Regions from separate parts of the Macaca mulatta genome. Here region 2 is linked to region 1. The links are chromatin contacts, called in public Hi-C maps. All regions are on one chromosome and are shown on one strand. The core of a region is the stretch at or near the end of the contact, and the rest is flanking DNA. Distances in the headings are between cores, read along the strand shown.

Region 1 (6,198 bases), core at 1,701-4,200:
GTAATGTATGTTCATGAACATCTCAGACAGGATCCTAGACGCCAACCAATAGGGAGTTTCTGGGAGAAAATGAAACCATTTTGTGCTCTCTGTCCCAGTTGAAGGTGCTCAGGCAATGCTTGTTGAGCAAATGCATAAACTCTACTTATAGAATAGGAAACAGATCTCTAAGGGAACCTGGTTTAATAACTTAGGTGTATCTAGAAACAGGATAGGGCTAGATTGGAAAGGAAAACACTCATTTCTAATATACTTTCCTCTCCTAATGACCTCCACTCTCCTCTACCACCCAACAAGCCAAGTGGTGGATGAGTCAGATATGCTTATTAAATAGCATGGGCAGTGGAAGGCTGGCCAGCACCTTCGCCATTCCATGCATCCTAAACCTTTGCCCTGCAATCCCCGGCTGCTGCTGCAACACACACACACACACACACAATCTCACACACACTCAAACACACACGCACATAAACATAAACACACTCATATACTCAAACACACACAAACACATACTACACAGACAAACATACACAAACACAAGCATGCACACAAATATACACAAACATGCATATGCACACTCACACATACAAACATATACACAAAAACATACAAACACATGCTTATACCTACAAACTAAACACATATACATAAACACACACTACACACACAAACATGCCCATATATACATAAACATACATATATGCAAACACATTACACACAAACACACACAGACATGCACACATGCGTGTGCACGCACACACACACACACCCCTCTCCACCCGTTGAGGGGTTGGGATATGAGAGAAGACATGAACTTTTCATCTGCACTTCATTACGACAGGCCGTACAATTGTCCTGCAGGATTTTTCCATGCATGTCATTGAAATTGCTCTAAGTTTCACTTGACAACAATAGTTTAATGCTATAAAAATATCCATATGTGCACGTGATGGTTTGCACCCTCTGAAATGTGGTCATCTGTTCCAGGTTTAAAGAATTCAAGACGGAATTGTGCCTGAAGGCCTTTTGTTGTTAGTTTGCTTCTCAAAGTCATCTTCCGAATCCTGCTGTGCTAAGCATCACCCTAGCTCAGCCCAGTCATACATTTCATTGCTGAGCTCTGAGCCCAGGTTGTCTGGCAGCATTTCTGATTGTAATTAGTTCTGTGCGGTGAGATCACCTTGCTGACCACGAGCAGTGGCTCCCAGCGGTGCAAAGACATGTGTGGGGCCGGCCTGCTTTTGTGACTGCAGCATTCACCCTTCAGGGAACAGACAGTGGCTCTGGCTGTCTCAATGCCACTGGAAGAACTCCAAAGGGCGCCTGGAGGACTGGCATGGGCTTTCAGTTCTGTCTGTGTGACCTTGGTCACGTTATGCATCTCTCTGCCCCTCGGTTCTGTGAGCTGGGCATAGTTAACACTTGCTTTTGAGGTCTTGTGAGGAATAAATGAGACATTGTACTGAAACAGCTACACTGATTTTACAATTCTCAGTTCTGCCTCATGAATGAAGTAGATTTCATTTCATTATGACTGACATAAAAAAATTAGAATAGATATTGGGTATAAAGTTTCTTTATGGGGTGATGAAAATGTCCTAAATTAGATTGCGGTAACAATTGTACAACTCTGGAAATGTACGAAAACCCACTGAGCTGTGTACACTTTAAATGGGTGAATTTTGTGGTATATAAATCATATATATATGTATTTTTGAGACGGAGTCTCGCTCTGTGGCCAGGCTGGAGTGTAGTGGCGCGATCTCTGCTCACTGCAACCTCCGCCTCCCGGGTTCAAGCGATTCTCCTGCCTCAGCCTCCCAAGTACCTGGGATTACAGGTGCCTGCCCCAGCGAATTTTTGTATTTTTAGTAGAGACAGGCTTTGGCCATGTTGGCCAGGATGATCTCAATCTCTTGACCTTGTGATCCGCCTGCCTTGGCCTCCCAAAGTGCTGGGATTACAGGCATAAGCCACTGCGCCTGGCCTATAAATCATATCTTAATAAAGTTGGTTATAAAATAAAGTGCCCTTAAAAAACATCAAGCTCTACATTTGGGATTCATGAACTTTAGTATGTATGTTAGACCTCAATTAAAAAATTTGGCTGGGCATGGTGGCTCACACCTGTATCCCAGCACTTTGGGAGGCCGAGGGGGCAGATCCCTTGAGGTCAGGAGTTGGCAGAGTAGCCTGGCCAATATGGTGAGACCCTGTCTCTACTAAAAATACAAAAAATTAGCCAGGCGTGGTGGTGCGCGCCTGTAATCCCAGCTACTTGAGAGGCTGACTGGGAGAATTGCTTGAACCCAGGAGGCAGAGACTGCAGTGAGCTGAGATTGTGCCACTGCACTCCAGCCTGAGTGACAGAGTGAGACTTCATCTCAACAACAAAAAAAATAGATATAGGCAGGGCGTAGTGGTGCACACCTGCAACCCCAGCACTTTGGGAGGCTGAGGTGAGAAGATCTCTTGAGGCCAGGAGTTTGAGACCAGCCTGGATAACACAGCGAGACTCTGTAGCTACAAAAAATAAAAAATAAAAATAAAAAAATTAATTAAGTGTAGTGGTGCGCAGTGCACACATGTAGCCCTACCTACTCGGGAGGCTGAGACAGGAGGATCGCTTGAGCCCAGGAGTTTAAATTTGCAATGAACTATGATCACACCATTGCACACCAGTCTGGGAGATGGAGCAAAAACCTGTCTCTAAAAAATGAAAAAGAAAAAAAAAGGACGTAAGAAGTAGAATATAAAATAGCAGAGTGTCTCACATGTAGTAATAGTTAACATCATTTTCATGAACTATATGTGTAAATGTGTGTGTATGCATGTGTGTGTGTGTGTGTGTGTGTGTACGGGCTGCAATAAAAATGTGTTTCTTACAGAGGCTGTTGCTTTAAGTGTCCATTGGCCTAGCGCCTACCTAGTCAGAGCAGACATTTAACAATGGTTATTTATACCCCTTCTCCCCTTCCTTTCCAGAAATGCAAATGAAGAGGAAGAGCACACCCATATTCAGTAATTGACTTTGACTTCAGAGTGTTGGCCTGTTTTCTGACATAAGAGAGCAGAAACTCTGACTAGCTGGAGAAGCCCCATTACCACCCCCCTTCTGTGTGTATATGTATACACACGTGAATGCACACAATTAAATCAGCCTCTTTTTTCTAGTTAAATAAACCCCACACTTGCCAAAGGAACAAATAGTTGGCTTATTCCCAAAGAAAATGTGCCTCTGGGCTTCTGGTTTTGGAGGGTTTGCAGTGTTTACTTTGCAGCAATCTCCACTTGACTCCTTCCCTCTTTCATTTGGTTGTAAATACCACAATTTAAACTAGCTACCTGCTGCTGTGACCCTGGGTGGGAGGTTGTCTTGACAGATGTGGCAGGCTTCCCTGACCCCTTCCTCCTCTAGGTGAGTGTGGAGTGGAAGAGGGTGGGCAGGCCTGCCCATGAGCAGGAACATGGCTGTCGTGGGGGTGAGTGTGGGGCAGGGACGGCAGCCACTGCCATGAGCAGGACATGGACTTTGTGCTCAGTCAAGGTAAATAGATGAAGTCATCCAGTGCCTGGTGACCTTTTGAAGATGATGCAGTATAAATAGCCTTGGGAAGACTCTTTCTTCAGGGATGAAACACTTGTGTTTCTGTTGCTTTCTGATAATTATTTCCCTTTGATTGTTTGCCCCTGTGACACATTTCAGTAACTACCAGATGGGCCTTGGGTGGATGTGTCCAGTGGGCAAACCAAGTTGGGAATGACAGGACTGGCAGCTGCCTCCTCACGGAAATCTGGGAAATCAGGGAATCGAATCAATTGAAGAATTCTTAGACTCTACCCTGGTTTTGTAAGTTCTGGATTTAAATTTCCTTTCACATTGTAGATAGAGTTAGACAACTACTAATTTGTGGCCATATTACAACTGATTAGGGTAAAGGGTTAGTCTCTGATAGTAACCAGCTACTTTGGAAAGGCCATGCCAACTCTTTTAGGTCACTTAGCTTTCATCAGTGCCTAAAGGGGAAGTTTCTACCAAGTAGATGGCATATGCTATGTAGCAGATGGTAGAGGGTATGTGGTAGATAGTGGATGGTAGATATTAGATGGCTGATAGTATATGGTAGATGGAGGATGGCAGATAGTAGATGGTATATGCTGGATGGTATATGGTAGATGGTGGATGGTGAATTGAATATGACAGAGGGTAGATGAAGGATGGTGGATAGTAGACGATAGATGGTTGATGATAGACAATAGACGGTAGATGGTAGGTGGTAGATGGTGGGTGGTATATGATGGATGGTGGATGGTAGATGGCAGTGGTATGTGGTAGATGGTAGATGGTGCATGATGGTGGATGGTAGATGGTAGATGCTGAATGATACTTGGTATATGCTAAATGGTGTGTGAAATATCGTAGATGGTGCATGGTAAATGGTGGATGGTAGATGATAGATGGTGGATGATAGGTAGTATATGGTGAATGGTATATGGAATATGGTAGATGGTGGATGGTAGATAGCACATAGTGAATGGTAGATGGTGGATGATATTGATGGATGGTGGATGGCAGATGGCAGTGGTATGTGGTAGATGGTAGATGGTGCATGGTAAATGGTGGATGATGGTGGATGGTAGATGGTAGATGGTAGATGATGGATGATATATGGTATATGGTAAATGGTATATGGAATTTGGTAGATGGTGCATGGTGAATGGTGGATGATGGTGGATCATAGATGGTGGATAATGGATGATACATGTCATATGGTAAATAGTATATGGAATATGGTAGATGGTGCATGGTAAATGGTGGATGATGGTGGATCATAGATGGTAGATGGTAGATGGTGGATGATAGGTGGTATATGGTGAATGGTATATGGAATACGGTAGACAGTGGATGGTAGGTCATACCTGATGAATGGTAGATGGTGGATGATGGATGGTAGATAGCATATGGTAGATGGTAGATGATATATGATGAATGGTATACGGAATATGGTGGATAATAGATAGTGGATGGTAGACAACAGATGGCATATGGTGGGTGGTGTATGATGGATGGTGGATGGTAGATGGGAGATGATATATGGTATATGATGAATGGTAGATAATGGATGGCAGATGGTATATGGCAGATGGCAGGTGGTATATATGGTAGATGGTGAATGGTATATGGAATATGGTGAATGGCAGATGGTGGATGGTAGATGGCTGATGATTGATAGCAAAAGGTATATGATAATAGATAGGGTCCAGATTTTAAAGTCCAGCTGCCCAGTGAGAATGCTTGTTCTGCCTCTCACTTGCACCACAATCTTTGTGCCTTGGTTGCTACAGCTGCAAAATAATAGCCCCTCACTTGTGGGATTTGTTTTGTTATGGCAAAATTTTTATAACATAAAATTTTTTATTTTCACACTAAGTGAACCGTTCGGTAGGATTAAGTACATTCACATTATTGTACATCACGATCACCATCCATCCACAGAACTCTTCGTCTTCCAAAACTGAAACTCTGTACCCATTAAACGGTAACACCTCATTTCTCACTCTCCCCAGCCCCTGACAACCACCATTCTACTTTGAATCTCTATGAATTTGACTACTCTAGGTACCTTATGTAAGTGGAATCTTACAATATTTGTTCTTTTGTGACTAGCTTATTTCACTTAACATAATGTGTTCAACAGTCACCCAGGTTGTAGCATGTATCAGAATGTCCTTCTTTTTTAAGGCTGAATAATATTCCATTGTATGGACATAACAATTTTATTTATCCATTTATCTGCTGATGAACATGTGATTGTTTCCCCTTTTGGTTGTTGTGAATAATGCTGCTATAAACATGAGTGTACAAATACGTGTTCAAGTCCCTGCTTTCAATTCCTTTGGATGTCTACCCAGGATATCCAAACTTGATGGGGTAATTCTACGTTTAATTTTTTAAAGAACTAACATACTGTTTTCTACAGCGGCCGTACCATTTTATATTTTCACTAACAACACAAAAGGGTTCCAGTTTTCTCCACACCTTTGCCAACACTTGTTATTTTCCGGGGATTTAAACATTTATTTATGATAGCCTCTGTGATTTTGGTTTTGAAGGCTAGATGACAGAATGTACAGAAAACACTTAGCCTGTAGTCTCAGCTACTCATGAGGCTGAGGTGGGAGGATCGCTTGAGCCTG
Region 2 (6,198 bases), core at 2,157-4,656, 460 kb after region 1:
GAGACAGGATCTTGCTTGCTCTGTCAGCCAGGCTGGAGTGCAGTGGCACCATCATAGCTCACTACAGTACAGCCTCAAACTCCTGGGTTCAAGCGATCCTCTCACCTCAGCCTCCTGAGTGGCTGGTGGCTGGGACTACAGGCAGTGCCACCACACCAGGCTAATTTTTTTATTTTGTAGAGATGATGTCTTGCTATGCTACCCAGGCTGCTCTCAAATTCCTGGCCTCACGCAATCCTCCCACCTCAGCCTCCCAAAGGGCATGAGCCACCACACCCAGCCTGATTTTTGTTTTCTACAGACGATAGAATACAGACAGTGCTTGGTTTTTCCAAGCTGACGTACTCCCAAGCTATGGCCTCCACCAGCCTGGTGTTCCTTGGAGATCAAGGCTCCCCGGTCTTATATCATCTTGAGGTTTAAAAAATAAGATCTGTCCTCAGCTCTGAATCTGCTGTCCCAGAGTAGGTGAGCAACTTGGAAGCTCTGGCTTAGATGAGGCTCTGTGGGGCGGTGGCAAGCCAATGCCTTCATAAACATAGATAGTCATGCCATGGCACCTCAGAAAGTGAAGGGGCACTTTCATCTGCCTACAAAGTACCCCCGGAACTTTGCTGAACTCTAGAACACACTAGAGAGACAAGCTCATTAACTATCACTTTGCCAAAATCAAGTACCCCTGGGTGTTCACAAGGCACAGCCTGACTTCAATGACTTGACTACCCACCAAGGGGGGTGGGGGTTCTTCTGGGGAACACAGTGAGGGAATCCTATACTCCCTGGCTATTTTCTTCAAGTGCCCAGCCCTTGAGACAAAGCATTCACAATTTTTTAGAATAAGCCCAGTTAGTTCATCCCTCCAGCTTAGGACTGCTCTGACAAATGTATCTGTGCTTCAAGGGATGGGGCTGGTCCTAGCGAGTCAAACCATAGCTCAGGAAGGGAACTATTAACTCTTACTGATGTAATTCCATCTTTTTCTTGAACAAATTTCTTAAATATCTGACTCACTGGCCTTTAATAAAACGATTATAAGATATCACTAACTTAGTTTGGGAAATGACGACAAAGCATCACTGAAACTTTTTCATAAAAACCAGGGAGTAAATAATAGAAACTCCTATAAGATAAGAGCTGTTCTTGACCGTGCTTCCTCCCTTGCCTGGCTATGCAGAGCTGGGCCAAATCCTGCTTTATTAGTTTGGAGGTATCTTCCTCTGCTTCCTGCCCGCCAACCCCTGGCCCCTGCCCACCCTCAGAGAGGGGCCAACAGCAGGGGTGGGTCCACTTCATGAGGCTTTCGAATGACCTAGTTACTGACTGGGGGAATCAAAGGTTATTTGGAAATCTTTAAAAGGCTGTTTCCTTTCCCAGCACTGAGCTGTAACATGATACTGACCTGTCCGGCAGTGTCACAGAGTTGGAGTCTCACGGGCCGCCCATCCACAGACACCACCGCTAAAAACAAAACCAAAATGGCAATCAGGAGGTGTCTTTTAACTCCTTTTGGAATACTAATAGTTTTAGCTTTCACCATCATTCTCACTCCAAACACCTCTGCTCCCATTCTAGGTCCTCTAATGAATTAAGGACTAGCCTAAAACAAGGAGGCCCTGTGGAGGCATTTTTGTATACAAACCCAGCGCTGGCAAGTCACTCCACGAACCAGGCAGCAAATCCCTGAACCCTTTGATGGTGCCCCCAGAAAGGCCTATGCTTTTCTCTCAGTCCTGGAAGATTTATTTTCCTGTCACACTTGTTTCAAAGGACCTAAAAACAACACTGGGGGTAAATGGGAAGTAACCCTGCAGTTTTAAATCAGTGGAAAACCTCACAAATGATTCTGTTTTCCCTTGGGAAAGGTTCCCCAACTTCAGGGTTTATCATAAAATTCCAGTTTGTTTTGAGAACATGTGCAAACACAGGCTGCCCGCATTGTGCTGTTTAAAAGTGAGGGCACTCTTTATCTCTATGTCAGGCCAAAAGGAGGATTAAAAAAGAAAAGAGAAAGCCATGCCCACCTTTCCACTGGGATTTGGGGACTCAGGGAGTGTGGAGAGGCCTGCAGCAGGACATGTCCCGGAGGTTTCTATTTTAACTAAGCAGTCAATTTTGTCTCTTTCTACACAACTTTCTAATTGTCTCTCAATGTTTATACTAGTCAGCAGCAGGGGTGGGGTGGGGTGGGGGAGGGGAAGACACAATCCTCTGCGGTGGGAACCCACCAGTACAGCACCCATTTTTCTAGGGTGCCTTTGGGATGAAAGGAAGGTCAGAGAAGCAACCTTTTCTCTTAAGAAGCGAAACAGTTAAATGTTTCACACTAGCTTCTGTGAATTTCAACTTTTTCTTAAATTTCAAAAAGACCTGAATATCGAGATAGAGAATTCCTTTATCTTTGTATCTACCAAGGCAAATGACATCGCACCCGGTACATAAGAGCTTTAAGTAGCTTAAAGGGATCCTGAAAGGATACCAACAATCAGAATCTGAGCCCATGTGGGCAGGGAAGGTGGTGGGGCTCAGAAGAGAGAAATGGTGTTTACTTTCCAGGTTTCATCCAAACCTAAGCCTTCACGAGGGCCGCTCGCGCTATTTTCACTAAATCAAGTGTTTTCCCGGCGTCTCCGCGGCACGCCCCTTGAGAGCTAAGCCGCCTAAAAGGAAAGGAGCGAGGCTCAGGTAAAGGCACCTGCGCGTCACCGTCTGATTGAAACTGCAGCGGCGCCAGCGACGTCGCCCTCAGGAAACTTTGCTCTACGCAGCAAACTGACCCGGCAGCCAGAACTCAACCTGTTTCACTCCTGCTTATCTGTTGCTTAAATTGTGAGAATTGTGAGATTTTTTTTTTTTTTTTTTTTTTTTTTTGGCAACGGCTCTGACTGCCGCTCAGCCCTCCTCTCTCCAAGCTCTGGTTGTAGGGCTCCCCATTCCCCCGTGGTCCTTTCCTGTTAGCTCCATGCTTGCCCAGTCCCTGACACTTAGGAAAGGTCCTACTCGCCTCATTTGTCCGGCTTCCCCGCTGGAGCCGCGCCCGGGGCCCTGCAGCCCCCTTGGGAGCCCCGCGACCCTCGCGCCACCCTCCTTCCCCTGGACGGACCGCGGTCACGCGCCCCCGGCCCCGGCCCCCGGGCCCGCTCACCGGAGAAGTTGTCGAAGGCAGTGGGGATGTACTCGGTGGGGTAGCCGTTGGTGGTGTAGCTCACCACCAGGCTCGTTTTGCCCACCGCACCGTCGCCGACCAGCACGCACTTGACGCCGCGCCCCTCGGCACCCCCCGCGCGCCCTCGGCCCCCCGGCTCCCCAGGCCCGCGCCCCCCGCGTCCCCCGCGCTCCCGACGCGGCGGCACCGGAGGCGCCTCGCAGCGGTCGGGGAACGCGGGGTCCCCCTGCTGCGGGGGCATCGATCCGCGAGCGCGGGCTTGCGGGCTTGCGGGCGCGGGCGAGCAGGGCCGGGCCCGACCGCCCCTTCGCCCCGGAGGGTGGCGGTAGGGAGGAGCTGTCACCGACAGCTGCGGGCGCGTCCCCGGCCCCGGAGAGTGGCGGTTCCCGGCTGCACGGCTAGCAGACAAAGGCGGCCGGGGAGGGTCGTGGCTCCGCGCTCCGGCAGCGCCAGCCGCTCTGCCCCACGCGATTGGAGGACAGCGGTCCGAGCGCCGTGGATCCCAAGCGCTCTGTCTCCGCCCGGCTTCCCGGCGACACGACGCGTGGGGGGCGGGCGGGCGGGGAGGGAAAAGAGGCGGGTCCGGCCGGGCGGCTCGGTCCCAGCGCCAAGGCCACAGCGCCCCCCGCCTGCGCGCCGCGCGCCTGCACCCGCGCCCGAGGCGGCGCCGCGACCCGGCAGGCGGGGACTGCGAACACGGGCGCGTGAGGACCCGGAACAGACGCTCAGGAGGACGCCTCGCACCCGGTCCGGGGAGCGGCGCCCGAAGGAGCCGGGCCAGCCTCGACAGCCTCCTCCCCAGCTCCCGAGAGGGTGACCACCGCGCGACTGGCCAGGGCGGTTCCGCTTTCTGGCGCCCACACGAGCCGGGAAGCCCGAGCCGCCTCCTGTTCCTCTCCGTGGAGCCCCCGGCCGGCAAGGGCTCCACCCAGGGGGGAAGATGAAGTGTCCTGGAGGCCTGTCCTGCGAATGAGATTGAATTAACAGACAGCCTTTTTCCTTAAGTCTTAATTGCAGCTGATCGTGTGATTTTTCTCACTTTGAAGCAAAAGGATGCCAACTCCATTGTGAATGCTCCTTTTACTTTCTCTTTCGGCATGCCGTGAACCTTTATACTTGTATGCTCCGGCAATTTTTTTATAGCCCCAATTCCTTCATTTACTTAAAGATAATTCGGAGACAAAGTATTCCGTTTCCCTTTGATTCCTTTCTCTCTCTGCCTTCCTTCTACATATGGTCAACAGTCCATTCAGAAAAAGGACTGCTCTTCTGAGCCAAATCAGAATACAAACAGTCCTGGGGGTGTACAGTGTGCTGTGAGAAGAGCCACATATTATTAATACACATATTGATGCTAGTGGTAGTAAAAATAACAATAATAAATACTGAGCTTTCATAATGTGTCAGATACTGTTATAAGCACTCTTCATGAACTAATTATTTTAATCTTAACATTACTTACAGCCATTTTACAGATGAGAACACCTGAGGCACAGAGATATTAAGTAACGTTTTGGGATTTCACAAGCTAGTAAGTGGCAGTGCGAGGATCCAAACCCAAACAGTCTAGCCCCAGAACCTGAGCTTCTAACTAAAATCCTGGAGGCAAAAATAAGAGTGTATGATAAACATAGTCTTGAACGTATAGCCATTGTCAGAATGCAGGTGATGGATTTATCAAGAAGTTAGAAGCTTGAAACCAGGACTCCTGACTTGCAAAAGACACTTTTACATTGCTGGGAGATCTAGCAATGTGCACACATGGTAATATGTTTCTGCAAATTTTGAAAAACAAAAGTATTTTAATCACCACCAGTTAAGTTTACCGTCTTTTTTAACTCTAACTTATCCTTATATTGAGTGATTTTGAAGAAGCCAGGTTGTTTGGTGTAATGGGATACAGAATCAGGATGAAGGTGAGATAAGGGGGATGTCAAGGATGCAAAATTTATGACAAATTGAGCATTCAGAGGCAATATCAAAAAATAAAAAAATTAGAGGGCCCTTACTCTTAGGGTCAGGCAAGTGCCAATGTTAAGTTTTGAGCCTCAGTTACCTGGCTTGCCTCTCCCTAGCCCTGGCCATGATGACAGGATATATTTGTGTGGTTTACAGTTCTCCTATGTAGATGTGTTGTTGCTAGCCATCCAGGTATAGGAATGGCTACCACTGACATACCTATGACCCTCTGTGAGAGTCACATTGGTGTCCTCAACTATCTTACTTTCCCCAACACTAGAACGGTTCCAGTAGCAAAAGAGTAGCAGAGCTTGAGATGGGCAGAGCTGGAAGCTAGTCTAGCAATTCTTTCCATCATAAAACACCTAATATCGGCTGGTGCGGTGGCTCATGCCTGTAATCCCAACACTTTGGGAGCCTGAAGCAGTCAGAGCGGATGAGGCCACGAGTTTGAGACGAGCCTGGCCAACATGGCGAAACCCTGTCTCTACCAAAAATAAAAAAATTAACCGGGTGTGGTGGCTCACACCTGTAATCCAGATACTCCAGAGGCTGAGGTGGGAGGATCACTTGAGCCTGGGAAGTCGAGGCTCCAGTGAGCCCTTGATCAGCCCAGCCACTGTACTCCAGGCTGTGCTAGAGTGAGACACTGTCTCAAAACGAAACAAATAGAAAAAAACACAATATTGTTAGAGAAGGTTTGACTCTCTCTACTATACCTGATCAAAACGGAAGTTCTCTCTTGTCAGAAAGGTACCTGTACTCTAAATGCAGCAGATACCGTTATAAATGCACCATACATCTTTGAAGAAAAATCACATGAAATGAATGATCTGAATTCCCACGTTTGTAAGAACACGAGGCTGTAATAGTACAACAAAAAGCAAGTTCACCTGTGTGTGAAGTAACTTCCTATTGTTCCTATAGAAAATATCTTACAAAACTGAATAAGTCATCAAAGCGTATGTAACTGAAACATGTAAATAGTGTCATAGAAGTGTGTCAAGTAGTTTATTAAAATATGTCTTATGTATTTTGTTGAAGTTTATGGTGTTTGTTAGCCTTTTAAAATTTGT

What was found. Hi-C and Micro-C count contacts between places; a contact is called where the count stands out from the background.
Region 2: a contact with region 1 is called in a Hi-C map of fetal cortex germinal zone, with 3 times the contacts expected there. The contact joins the promoter of RHOU here to the enhancer-like site in region 1. A contact is called at or near these places in 6 of 14 Hi-C or Micro-C datasets (CD4 T cells, blood, cortical neurons and 3 more).

What each region holds. Positions count from the first base shown.
Region 1 is chr1:19,820,726-19,826,923 of T2T-MMU8v2.0, forward strand. No RefSeq gene overlaps it. Among named protein-coding and RNA genes, the nearest start is that of RAB4A, 46 kb to the left of the region's middle. Within about 2 kb of position 2,951, at least 7 of the 40 cell types and tissues checked have an H3K27ac peak or open chromatin away from gene starts, as enhancers often do. A contact at or near this core is called in fetal cortex germinal zone, where this site is marked.
Region 2 is chr1:20,278,022-20,284,219 of T2T-MMU8v2.0, forward strand. RHOU (ras homolog family member U) reads right to left here and starts at 3,407. Exons shown (of 3, transcript NM_001265717.1): 1 at 3,143-3,407; 2 at 1,400-1,458. The coding sequence starts at 3,404.